Linked DNA regions of Rattus norvegicus: region 2 is linked to region 1. The links are chromatin contacts, called in public Hi-C maps. All regions are on one chromosome and are shown on one strand. Each heading gives the region's core, a stretch centred on a gene start, on an enhancer-like site or on the middle of the called end of the contact. The rest is flanking DNA. Distances are from core to core; before and after follow the strand shown.

The links. Hi-C and Micro-C count contacts between places; a contact is called where the count stands out from the background.
Region 2: a contact with region 1 is called in a Hi-C map of hepatocytes, with 1.8 times the contacts expected there. The contact joins the promoter of Ccn1 here to the enhancer-like site in region 1. A contact is called at or near these places in 3 of 12 Hi-C or Micro-C datasets (the A7r5 cell line, the Rat2 cell line and hepatocytes).

The regions. Positions count from the first base shown.
Region 1 is chr2:236,995,438-237,002,025 of GRCr8, reverse strand. All of the region lies in intron 25 of Col24a1 (collagen type XXIV alpha 1 chain), which reads right to left. Among named protein-coding and RNA genes, the nearest start is that of Col24a1, 130 kb to the right of the region's middle. Within about 2 kb of position 2,440, at least 2 of the 93 cell types and tissues checked have an H3K27ac peak or open chromatin away from gene starts, as enhancers often do. A contact at or near this core is called in hepatocytes, where this site is marked.
Region 2 is chr2:237,222,667-237,229,254 of GRCr8, reverse strand. It overlaps Ccn1 (cellular communication network factor 1), which reads left to right and starts at 3,566. Exons shown (of 5, transcript NM_031327.3): 1 at 3,566-3,813; 2 at 4,134-4,347; 3 at 4,689-5,033; 4 at 5,155-5,369; 5 at 5,563-6,525. The coding sequence starts at 3,751. The coding sequence ends at 5,865. LOC102553018 (a long non-coding RNA gene) reads right to left here and starts at 3,534. Exons shown (of 4, transcript XR_352105.5): 1 at 3,106-3,534; 2 at 724-2,807.

The DNA.
Region 1 (6,588 bases), core at 1,191-3,690:
ATTTTTGTTTTCAATGGTTTTCCTTCAGATTTTTTATTTGAGGGTAATTTTAAGGCTTATACCCGAGGCCTTTCTGATTATTTGTTCATATGTCAGTTTCCAAATGACCAATCTTTGGATCATTCATTCACATTTTCAAATGAAATCTATAATCTCAGAAGTTATTCCTTTGACAGCATGGTTTGGAGCAAGCAGCCTTATGTGTGTGTGTGTGTGTGTGTGTGTGTGTGTGTGTGTGTGTGTGTGTATGATGAGTAACTTGAGTGAATGAAGAAAGAAACATCTGGAAAATTAAGAAGAGCCCATCTGTGTGTGAATGTGTGAAGACCTTTCTAGATCATGAAAGCTTTTACCTCATCGATAGCATAGATGACCATTTGATAGATTCATAATATGCTGGCATTACTTGGAGGTGGAATCTAGTCGGGGGAAGGCCCCTGAAGAAGTCTTGAGGGGTGGACTTTACTCTGGCCTCTTCCTGCCCTCTGCCTTCTCTGCTTGCTGTCTACCCAGATATCAAGAACAGCCCCAGAGAGTCCCCCCATTGCCGTGATGTTTGGCGCAAATACATGGGTTCAGCCTTTTTACACGGTTGAGCCAACATAAGAGTTCACCCTCTTAAATGATTCTTTCAGGTATTTGGACACAGTGGCACAAAAGTCTGTCTGTCTAGTACATTTTCTAAATTCGTCACCATTGGCTTTAAGTTTATCAGTCTGAGTGTGCTATAAAGCACCTTGATCTCTTGTGTTTGGCCTAATTTCCGGAATACAGAAGATAATAATTTTATTTTGACTAAGTCAATGGATACCTTGAATAAAGCAGAAGGGGTGACCACAAATACAAACCACCCACCCTCTTCTATACATTAGGACTCATTGCTTCTTTCCTGAGCACTTTCCAGGTTAAGGCCTCAGCAGACAGACTTACATCCAGGCTCGACGAGAGTACAACGAGAAGGCTGCCCACTTAACACACCGATGAGTCATATACTACCTAGAGATCAACAGTAAGAGGGCAGAGAAAACCGTATGAAGTTCTTGATTTATTCACCACACTGACCAAACTGCAGAGAAGCTTAAACTCCCAACAGAGGCGAGTTTAACGTGCTGAGGTCAATAGAAAATTGATTCAGGAAAAACTAGACTCTGACCCTTGTGAGGGGAATGTCTAGACAGAGGTCCCTGAAGAGTTCGAGCTATTAGACCCTAACTCTTCCTGCTTAGAGGAGCGGCCTGTCCTTTCTCATCATATGTTAGCACTGTCCTCCAGCATGCACCTCCCCTTGAAGAACACACACACCCTAGTTGGGATTTTCATGTTCCTCTCTAATTACTAGACTGTACTCACATGCCACCTAGGGATTTGGAGTGCTTGCTATAGACAGAAAAGGCCATCTCTAAAGAATAAAAGGCTTAGTTGGTATATATGGTAGCAGCTTGGGAGTAGGTACAGGACCTGACTACATAGGTACTTTACCTACATGGCATAAATAAAATGTACATGGAAAATTTAATTTGGGACCTGGGTAAGGTTTGTTTCTCATTGATATGACCAAATACATGATAGGAAACAATGAAAGGAATAGAAGATATACTTTGGCTCTTGGTTGAGGATGTCAACTTGGAGGAGAAGGCATGGCAGTGTCCATTGGGAAAGTGTGACTTGGACTCTTTACTTTTTGGTGGACCTATAGGTAGAATAGGAGGAGAAGGAGGAGGAGGAGGAGGAGGAGGAGGGGGAGGAGGAGGGGGAGGAAGAGGAGGAGATGGTGGTACTACAGCTGGGTATAACCTATAAGACTTTCCCTGTGTGAACCACTTCCTTCAGCAAAGACTACTTTCTAAAGGCTGCACAGCCTTCAAGAAGATGCTAAGCAGTTGAGGACCAAGCATTCAAACACATGAGCATTTGACACTTTGAGGTCTCTAGGCACTGATGATACACTACCTGTACCCATTGCTTAACAACCGAAGAAAAATGATTTTGTGAAAAATCCTACATTTATGAGCATTTTATTAAAATGTCATAAAATAGATACTGTTTTATTTAGTCAACAAAATACTTTGAAGCATAATATTATGTATCACACTGAAGAATGCATATTGTTTCTATGGTCAATTAAATTTAGACTATAGACAGGTATTTCATAATTTTACAGGTTCCTGAGGTTCGGGCAGGTGTATTTTGGGCCATAGTTTCTACTCCAGCCTCTTGCCATGTGGATACCTAAGGTCCCCCACCAAGTGTCTCTTGATGGTCTGCCAAGTATCCAAGTGGAAATGTCAGGCTCTGACATTTCCCCATCAACTACCTGACCCTCGTTCTCCAGGATCAAATGTGCGGTCATGAAATGAAAGCTCAGAGAGGAGCTTTGCCTTTGCCAGGCAGCTCTGGCAACGATCAGGAGGCTGTGCATGGCGTGTCCTCCGAGCGGATGCTTCTAGTCACATGCCTGGGGAACACGAGAGGAAAGGGACCTTCACGCTGCACCAAGCTTGCCTGGCCATGTGGCGAATGGCGAGCCTCTGTTGGGTAATCGATCAAAGGTGATAACGTGAACGTCAACAGAGGGCGGCCACCTATCTTTATTCAACTTAGGCTACTTTTTTTTTTTTTAAAGAAAGTTGGATGAGAAATAAAGGAAATTCCCCTGCAGTGACACTTGTGTTGCAATAACTTTCCTCACTGTGCGGTCTCCCTGAGACTAATAACTAGCAGGCCCGTTCACACAGAGGGATGTGCACTTATAAGCCCAGAGGATTCTTTTTTTCAAATATGAAGAACAAAATTAGTTCTGGATGTCTTTTCAGGCAATCCTGATTGGAAATGTGAATTTTGTGAATTCTATCCAAGACCAAACTAGAGTGTGAGAAATCTGCTCTTTCAAGTTTCCATCACTCCTACTAACTAATCATTGTAGCTGATAATTGGGGGGATGACAGTAGGCCACGCCACCTACAAATGCCAAGACGTTGGTTCTAGCTTAACATCTAAGTTCTGAAGAAAGTCATTGAACCAGGTTTGATCTCAGCTTTCTACTCTGAAAAACATGTGGACAAGGTCCCTCTTGTTACACCATCCAGCTTTAAAATTCTCTTTAACCACAAGGAAGAACAGTATCACATATTTAAAAAGCATTAAAAATCATTTTCAACACCCAAGAATGATATATATAATCTTTTCTAGCGAGGAATTTTATCCAGTGTTCTGGATCCACAGGATCACCCAAAACTGTTTTACAGATAATTTCTGCATCAGGCAGATGGGACCATTAAGTTCATGGTCCCTTTAACGCTTGGATTGTCATCCTAGTCTTGTATGAGGTCTCTGGAGTGGGTTCAGTGTCCAGATCAGTTTGATCTCTCCCTTGAGTATGCAAATGATCATAGATATTTGTAGAAGGAAGGCATCTCACAAACTGGTTAATGGTTTCTTAATTAAAATACTGAAATGATGGAAATCCTCACGTTGTATTTACACAGACAAATAAGTAACCTTTATGTGTTTGCCTCAAGTCTCAGAAAAATAAGGAAGGAAAGGGAGAAGAGACGGAAGGAGGAAGATGTCCTCACGAGACTTCCTTTTTCATTGGCACTGAGAAATCTCTCTGCAGTTCTCTCATAATGTACCGTGGGCTTTTGTAATATTACTGGAGTGATCTTGTGACACCTCAGAGCCCAAGGGTGGGACGGTGCCTTTAAAGCACAGTCCAGAGAAGCCCCGATAGCTCCCTTGAAAGGTGAAGACATCATTTGCCAAGAGGAGAAAGATTACGCCCAGCCACAGTCATTTCTTTCTTGTATTATGATCATGCCTTGTATGGCTTAATCTTATGCTAAGGTAAAAAAAAAAGAGAGAGAGACATTTTATAAGCAAGGCTGAGCCCAAATGCAAAATACCTCATCTCAGTGGGAAATATAACACACAAGGAAAATATTTCGTCAATGTTAGAAATGCTTCCTGGTAATAATCTCAAGTGTGCGTTAGAGGGAAAATGGTAAATTCCGGTTGCATCCTTCGACTTGACACATATAAAAAGCAAATAAATTCATTTTGTTTGCAACCAGCACAAAAGAAGAAACAAACAAAACCAACCAGTGAATGGTGGCAGCACCACCTGCCTGCTAACTTGAATGAGTGTTTGGATTTGAAACTGAGACCCAAAGAAACCACACCTGTGTTTAGTGCCTTTTTGTTAGTGACAAAAGACTAACGAAGCAGGGTGTACATAAGGCAGACACAGTAAAGCTGCCACCTCCTGGAACGACTAAAACATTGTAGAGCGGGAAGAGACACACTCCAGCCTGCCGCCCATTCCCGCCAGCTGTCTGTTTTTATAAATAAAGTTTCACTGGAAACAGAGCCAAGCTCATTCATTCATTGTCATCTGTAGTTGGGTTCACAGTACAGCATCATGGCTGAGAGACTACAACAGGCCCCATATGGCTCAGGATTTTAAAAACAGCTACTGGCTCTCTACACAAATGCTGGCTGACCCCTGCTCTATGCTATTTATAAGCCTGAACAGTGGGGAGTTTAGCCCACGAGTCACACAGGTCATGGGTTCTTTTTTAAGGGAGAAGCATGGCTACTTCCACCAGCCCATCCCCAGGTTGTCATCTGGCCATCACATTCTGTCAACGAAGTCATTTCAGCAGGAGTTCCCAAGGAGTTCCCTTATCCCAGACCCTTCCATTATTTCCGTGCACGAGTCCCTTAATTCCTTAAACTAAAAGGACCAACACATTCTTTGTCTTACATATTTTCACCAAAACCCACCACCTTTACCATTGTGCTGACGGCTACATATGTATATAAAAGAAGATACAATGTACCAGCAATCGATGAAACTTTGTACACAAAAACACAGCTCGAAGGGAAGACCATTAGAACAGCATTCCAACAGACATGCCAGCATTAGACCCTTTCCGGACAACTTAGAATATCGTCTCCTCAAAAGCTCCTATGCGCACCACAACACCCACACCTGAGAGAATGGAAATATGTTCTCAACCAAAAATAGAAACTTCGAATCAACACACATGTCCTCATGGGCCATGCCAAAAGACCTTCTACTTCTTTTTCTTAGAGTGTCTTATGTACCAGAACAGACTTTTCAATAAAATCTTATGGATATCTATTTTGTCATTATCTACACCAGAAACTACCTTAATGGTGTGTCTAGCACTCAAGCTTTTTCAGTAGGTACGTATGGATGACAGATACGTAAGTGAAGACTGAAGTTCCATCTTCTCTGGCTGTAAAAGTCTTTATATCTCTGGAGGCTGAAAAGCCTGCATCCTGCTCTTACAAAGGACCCGAGTTTAGTCTTCAGAACCTGTTTTTGGTTGCTGGCAAAACTACAGCTCTGGGGAGATCTGGTGACTCTAGCCTTCATTGGCACATGTACACATGGGTGCATTCACACACACACACACACACACACACACACACACACACACACACACACAGCACACAGAGACAGTTAACACAAAAAAATGCTATCCTTCTAAGACACAGAAGTACAGGTTCAAGCTGAAGAAAAAATAGTGAGATGCACGTCTTTATAAATGATAAAAATATTTAAATAGATGAAAATAGAGGTAACATTCCTAGGTGGGAAGAATAAATATCACAGCAATGTGTAAGCAAAGCAGTTCACACATCGGTGCAGTCACTGTTTAGGGACCAGCGAGGCTCACCACGCCAGCCCTTTGGTGCCCTGTGTTAGTCACTCTTCCGCTCTATTTTTGGAGATGGGATCTTTTCTAGTCCATTCTAGCTGAGGACAGCCTTGAACTGCAGGTCCTCCTGCTGTGTTAACAAGTGGTCTCCACCACACCAGGTTTCTCTTATCATGTTTTGTGCCTCCATAGACATAGTACAATGTATGTACATTGTAATGGCTTTTAAATCAGATTTACAACACTATTGCTACATTTCAAGGGTGATAGGCTGTGGCTTTGGAGAAACCTGCCTTCTCGAAATTGTGGTGTGCAATTTGTACTCCCGTGTAGTAAAAGCAGGTGTTGATTAGGGACACAATTGGAAGTCTGCAGCTGGTTGCCCAGTGGTCCCAGGATATAATCTGGAAACATTAGGGAAAACTCCTCTTAGCCCTAACTTCACCATTGTGCTCCTGGACCATGACAAGTTATTCCGATAGACAGAGATACTAGCTTTCTAAAGCATAGAACAGGAATAATTACATCTACCAAGATATTTGTGAATATTAACAAATCTAACATAATCAAAGTTCCTGATCTATCACGAGTTTTCAATAGTGAGTGCCTTTTGTTTGGTAACATATTTAATAAAGACCCATCTGAGGACAGCATGTATCATGGGTGTCCATTCTGCATAATTTTCCATTACTTAAGAAGAAACAGATCAGTCACGCCATTCAGGAGGTTGACAGTATTTACAGTTGTGCCCTAGCACGTGTAGCAGGAAACAGAAGAAGGTAGCTGACATTTCATAAGAAAATGACTGTGAGTCTCAGATGTGCTGAGGTCAGGGTAATTTGTGGTCAACTGGGACATTAGCTTTACCTCGTTGGTTAAATCGTGCTTCCAGCCTCTGGAT
Region 2 (6,588 bases), core at 2,317-4,816, 230 kb before region 1:
CTCTCTTCCTCCAACCGCTGCCACCATAATCCCAGCCACTCCCACCCATCCCCAGACCATACCAGACTGGGGGAGGGGTGGGAATGAAGAGGGGTGCAAAAATGTGGGGTAACGAGAGGGTGTCATCTTAAAGCTTCTTGCAGACCCGGTAAATGTGGCTAGAAGAATTGGAGTCGTGAGCAACCCCCTATCTGGTTGTGGACACACGGGCGCAAGGGTGGGGAAAAGTGGGAGAAAAAGGTCTTACGATGAGGGGAGAGACCTGGAGAGAGAGAAAGGCTACCAGGAAGGAAAGGGGGAGGGGAGCACTCCTGTGGTCCAGAGCAGCGTGTGATTCTGGGACCAGCAGCATCCACATCACCTAGGGACTTGATAAAATGCAACTGAGGAGAAAGTCTGGAGTAGGGCCTAGCAATCAGACTTCTAACCAATCCTCCGGGTGATTCTGGCGTACACCCTAGTCTGAAACCCACTAAACTAGGAAGCTGGAGTCGACAGGTTTGAGATTATGGTCTGTCTCAGTTGCTGCGAGTCAGTGAAGCCTTCTTGGGGGTAATCTAAACGTCCCTGGCAGCTGCAAGTGAGACTCTCCATCTCTCAGCTCAAGCCAAGAGCCGCAAGAGGACAAGCAGTCCTTTCTCAGTGTCTTGCGGCTCAAAGAAACGAGTCCGCTGGGTGGAGAAGACGGTGGGGGGAGAAAAGAGCACGCGAAGCATCACTTACCCACACCATTTGCACATTTCCCTCCCTGTCTGTCAACGAAGGATCTGTAGCTCTCAGCAGAGGAGGTGAGAAGGCGACAGGACGTCTGGAGTTTCTGGACCATCCTAGGCAGGGACTCAAGCAGCCGCTGTTCCTCCTGGTTACCAGCGGGCTAGGCAGTGCACGCAGTCTGCAAAGGCTGTGCACATGGGTTCCAGCAGCCTTTCCTCCTCCTGCACCTCCCGGCCTTGCCGACTCCAACTCCCTCCTCTTCTCACCACACACCCGCTGCTTTAAATGGACAGCTGATGCTAATGTTCTCCCTCTGTCTCCTCTGGGACAATCCCCTTCTTCTGAGATTGCCCAGTTGGAGTCCAGAAACAAAACCCCACACATCCTCGTTAGAAAACTTTAATCTGATTTTTAAAGGCATCTACGGAATGGTGTGTCTGAATGCTGTATAGAATACTGGACCTCTCCACTGTCACCCCATCCCCCGCAGCAAAGGAACACAGTATATCCAGGCCAGTTGGATCATCCACTGTAACTTTATTTTAAATCATGATGGACAGATTGCGTGAAAAACAAGGAATTCCAAAGAATTTCCTGCTCTGGGAACAGAAGTTAAGTCTATATTTAACAACATTTGAAGCTGTCAAGAATGCCTTGTGGTTGGATAACAGAGGCAGAAAAATGTTAAAAACGCAGGCTACTGCTATACCCAAATATGGAAATATTGTTACGTCTGGTGTCTGATTCACCATCTGGAAATACTTACAACCATGAAGTCAAATAGAAAAGACGCCACAACAGAAGCCAGGAGCCCTCCCCTCCATTCTGTTTCTCCATCACCTCCTTCTACCCCGTTCTGCGCCTTCTCCACCCTCACCCCCTACCCTCCCGCCGCTTCCCAAAGATGGAAACAATGAACTGTAAGGCCAGCGGAACAGTTCTCTAGCTAATAAGTTGGCTGGCCTGCGGGACAAGGCCTCGGCTTGGCCTTCGTTATTTGCATAACACTTGACAACCCATTGTCTTTAAAAGTCCCCACCCCCAGAAAGCCTTCAAGATCCTACCGCCTCTGGCAAATTCCTCTAGGACTTACGAAAGGGCCCTTTTGAATGAATGAACTTAACTCTTTCCAGTAACAGCTGTCTTCATTCGAGTGCGCTTCTCTTCCTTCTCACCAGAGTCATTCTTAGAACAGTCAGTGCACAAGGCTCTCTTGAGCAAGATCGCTAAGCGGCAAAGGCAGGGAGGCCCTACATATTAAAAATGAAAAAAAGCTACCCCAGACCATTAAAGGGATGGGGAAATCTAGTACCCATCTCCTTTTAAAATTGCAGAAGACAGATTTCGAGGCTTCTGAAATTTATGAATGGCACGGGTAATACTGAAGAGGGTCTAGGGGGTGTCTTCAGTTGTGTGTCTAATAAGATCTTTAAAACTAACGTCCTTTATTACATTGTTGCCCTCTAAATCCCTCATGTCTCGGAACTTGGGGAGAGAGCCATTGCACTTCCTTTGAAATGGAAGGCTTCCAAGTGATCCAAAACAAAGGAATTAAACACCGAGACACACAAGTTCACACACACACACACACAGAGAGAGAGAGAGAGAGAGAGAGAGAGAGAGAGAGAGAGAGAGAGAGAGACAGAGAGACAGAGAGACAGAGAGACAGAGAGACAGAGACAGACAGAGACACAGAGACACACAAGCGACACACAAGCACAGACACACAGACAGGGAGGCATACATACATATACATACAGAGAGACACATACAAGGGCGGGAGGGTTGGTGGGACGGTGTCTGCAAACACACCAAGTCTTTTTTTCCATCTAGCCAAAGCTGTTGGGTTCTGTTTTGTCCCGGCAGCTTTTGCACCTGATGATTTCAGGACAAATCACTCCACGGTGGTCTCCTCCGTTTCTGGTTTGGCTGCTTAGTTTCCACCGCCCCGCCAGTCCGGGGAGAGAGGCCAGGAGGGTTGACCCGGCCTCCTGCATCGGTGAGGAAGTGGACGTCAGGCTCCGGGAGAACTCTGCACTCGTTTCCTCTTGGATTTCCAACGCAGGCAGTGGGCTGGAACTAAAACTGGGAACCTCCAAAAACAAACAAGTACAACATACCAAAAAAAAAAAAAAAAAAAAAGAGGGGGAGGGATGAGGGAAGACCTCAGGCTGGAAAATTGCCAGCAAAGAGGGAAGCTCCCCCCATCCCCCATTCACAAAGGCCACTCCGAGTATTAATTTGCAATACACTTTCCTTGGCTAATAAACATTATGCCAAAACTTTGGGACTTGATCCGAGCATGGCTCTTTGAAGTCCACAAATAGATCCCTGGCTTAGAAACCAACTCCCCCTCCCCTTTGGCCTCTCAGTAGATAACTTTACTCTCACCTTGGTTGTAAACAAGCAAGCAGCTCGCTGCTTTCCCGGGTAGGCAGCATCAAACAAAACCACTTTTCTTCCGCCGTCTCAGGTCTTCCCGCCCTCCCATGTCTAGGCACAGATCTGAAATGCTCCCACCAACACATACACCACGCCCCCCAACACACTCACGAGATACCCTCTTCAATCAAAATCAGAACCCTTGCGCCCCAAGCATCCCGCCCTTCCCAAAGGAAGTTGTTATTTAAAGTGGAAAAAAAATAACTTTTTTTTTCTCTGATGAATCTAAGAAGGGGAGGGGGGGAAAGGTGCAACGGAGCCAGGGGAGGTGCTTGGCAGCAGCCCGCGCCAACCAACATTCCTGAGATGTTTGAGAATTCTGGAACGCGCAGACAGCGCATACGTCACTGCAACACGCGGCGCCGAGGCAGGCATTATAAAGGGCGGGCTCCCAGTGCCGGGGCAGACCGTGAGCGAGAGCGCCCTAGAGAAGCGCCTGCAATCTCTGCGCCTCCTCCGCCAGCACCTCGAGAGAAGGACACCCGCCGCCTCGGCCCTCATCTCACCGCACTCCGGGCGCATTCGATCCGGCTGCTCGCCCGCTCCTTGGCTTCCGTGTCGCCACGCTCGCCCCGGCTCCTCCTGCGCGCCACAATGAGCTCCAGCACCATCAAGACGCTCGCTGTCGCCGTCACCCTTCTCCACTTGACCAGGCTGGTGAGTTGGACTTTTTTTTTTTTTTTTAAACCACCGCTTCCCGATCCGCCCTTCCCGATCCCTTTCCCCGGGCCCTAATCTTTCACAGCAGGGAAAGTTAGACTGAAAAGTTCCGGGGGAGCTGTTGCTTTACGCTCGGACGACGTGTCCAGGGGGCCTCTTCCTGGGGCGCAGCCGCTGGAGTGGCCGGGGTGTCGGGACGGGATAGAGACACTCCTGGTGAACAGAGAGCCCCACAGCCAGCCCTACGCTCAGGGTGGTTTAGGTGCCTTCCCGGAGCAATGCAAAGCAGTCTCACGCGCCTCTTCTCCCACTTGCAGGCACTCTCCACCTGCCCTGCCGCCTGCCACTGCCCTCTGGAGGCGCCCAAGTGCGCCCCGGGAGTCGGCTTGGTCCGGGACGGCTGCGGCTGCTGTAAGGTCTGCGCGAAGCAACTCAACGAGGACTGCAGCAAAACGCAGCCCTGCGACCACACCAAGGGGCTGGAATGCAATTTCGGCGCCAGTTCCACCGCTCTGAAAGGGATCTGCAGAGGTAAGAGGCTTGTGGTTTGGCCCCTTTAAAAAAAATAATAGTCCCCATCGTCCAGAAGTTTAGTAATTTTGAGACCATGTATGGTGACGCTTTGTTGATAGTAGCTTGGCAGAAAGGCACATGATTTCAGCAGTCTGGAATGCAATTCAGAGTGTCTGGGCCCAACGAAAAGCGCATACGGAAAAGTGATTCCTGACTAACTTATTGTTCAGCTCTGGAGTCTCGGGGGAACTGTAGGGAACTTTACCATACATTGAGTTGAACAGCGGAAAATATGTATGAGTTTCAGCGTGTGGCGGCGAATCTTAACCTTCTCCTCTCTCTTTCGGTCGTCTTTACAGCTCAGTCAGAAGGCAGACCCTGTGAATATAACTCCAGGATCTACCAGAACGGGGAGAGCTTCCAACCCAACTGTAAACATCAGTGCACATGTATTGACGGTGCTGTGGGCTGCATTCCTCTGTGTCCCCAAGAACTGTCTCTCCCCAATCTGGGCTGTCCCAACCCCCGGCTGGTGAAAGTCAGCGGGCAGTGCTGTGAGGAATGGGTCTGTGATGAAGACAGCATTAAGGACTCCCTGGACGACCAGGACGACCTCCTTGGATTCGATGCCTCGGAGGTGGAGTTAACAAGAAACAATGAGTTAATCGCAATTGGCAAAGGCAGCTCACTGAAGAGGCTTCCTGGTAAGTGGATACCCAGTCCTTAAGACACTGTGCAGAAATGCTTTCTTGGGCTGCAACTTTGTAGAAACCATTGTGTGTCTGCACCGGTCTAAGCTGTCTTCCATTTCGTTTGTCTTTCTAGTCTTTGGCACGGAACCTCGAGTCCTTTACAACCCCCTGCATGCCCATGGCCAGAAATGCATCGTTCAGACTACGTCCTGGTCCCAGTGCTCCAAGAGCTGCGGAACTGGCATCTCCACACGAGTTACCAATGACAACCCGGAGTGCCGCCTGGTGAAAGAGACCCGGATCTGTGAAGTGCGTCCTTGTGGACAACCAGTGTACAGCAGCCTAAAAGTAAGTTTCTTTCAAGGCTTGAACCCTGACCCCACAGGTGGGTGGGATATGAGCCTCTGTTCAAGAAAGAGAAAAGTCCACGATATATTTGAAAAGAAATTGTCTTTTTCTAGCCCAAGACTATGCGGTGGTTAAATGTACACCTCCAGAAAAACCCAACAAATCTCATTCTTTCTTTTGTTCTTCCTTCCAGAAGGGCAAGAAATGCAGCAAGACCAAGAAATCCCCAGAACCAGTCCGATTTACTTATGCAGGATGCTCCAGTGTGAAGAAATACCGGCCCAAATACTGCGGCTCCTGCGTGGACGGCCGGTGCTGCACACCTCTGCAGACCAGGACCGTGAAGATGCGGTTCCGGTGCGAAGATGGCGAGATGTTCTCCAAGAACGTCATGATGATTCAGTCCTGCAAGTGTAACTACAACTGCCCGCATCCCAACGAGGCGTCGTTTCGCCTCTACAGTCTGTTCAACGATATCCACAAGTTCAGGGACTAAAGGTCTCCTGGGTTTCTAGTGTGGGTCGGACAGAGGTGTTGAGCATCGTGGAGACGTGGGCAGACGGTGGGCGAACAGTGCCTTGCTCATCATCAAGTAGGATTAAGGTGTTTCAAAACTGCCGTAGGGGCTGCTGCTATGGATGGACAGTAACGCAGTCGCAGTTGGAGAATACTTCGCTTCATAGTACTGGAGCCCGGGTTACGTACGCTTCATATTGGAGCATGTTTATAGATGATGTTCTGTTTTCTGTTTGTAAATTATTTTGCTAAGTGTTTTTTTTTCTTTTTTTTTTTTTTTTTGCTCCATTTCTCCCCCTCCCCCCTTGGTTCTACAATTGTAATAGAGATAAAATAAGACTAGTTGGGTCAAGTGAAAGCCCCGCTTGTCCTTTGACAGAAGTAAAATGAAAGGCCTCTCCTGCCTTCCCCAGTGGAGGCGGGGGACACTCTGTGAGTGCCCTTGAGGCTACTACCTGCACTCTAAACTGCAAACAGAAACCAGGTGTTCTAAGATTGAATGTTTTTATTTATCAAAATGTAGCTTTCGGGGAGGGATGGGGAAATGTAATACTGGAATAATTTGTAAATGATTTTAATTTTATATCAGTGAAGAGAATTTATTTATAAAATTAATCATTTAATAAAGAAATATTTACCTAATATCTTGGGTGCATGGTGTTCTGCATTTTCGGAAGCCATTCAAGTTATCAGAAACAATTGT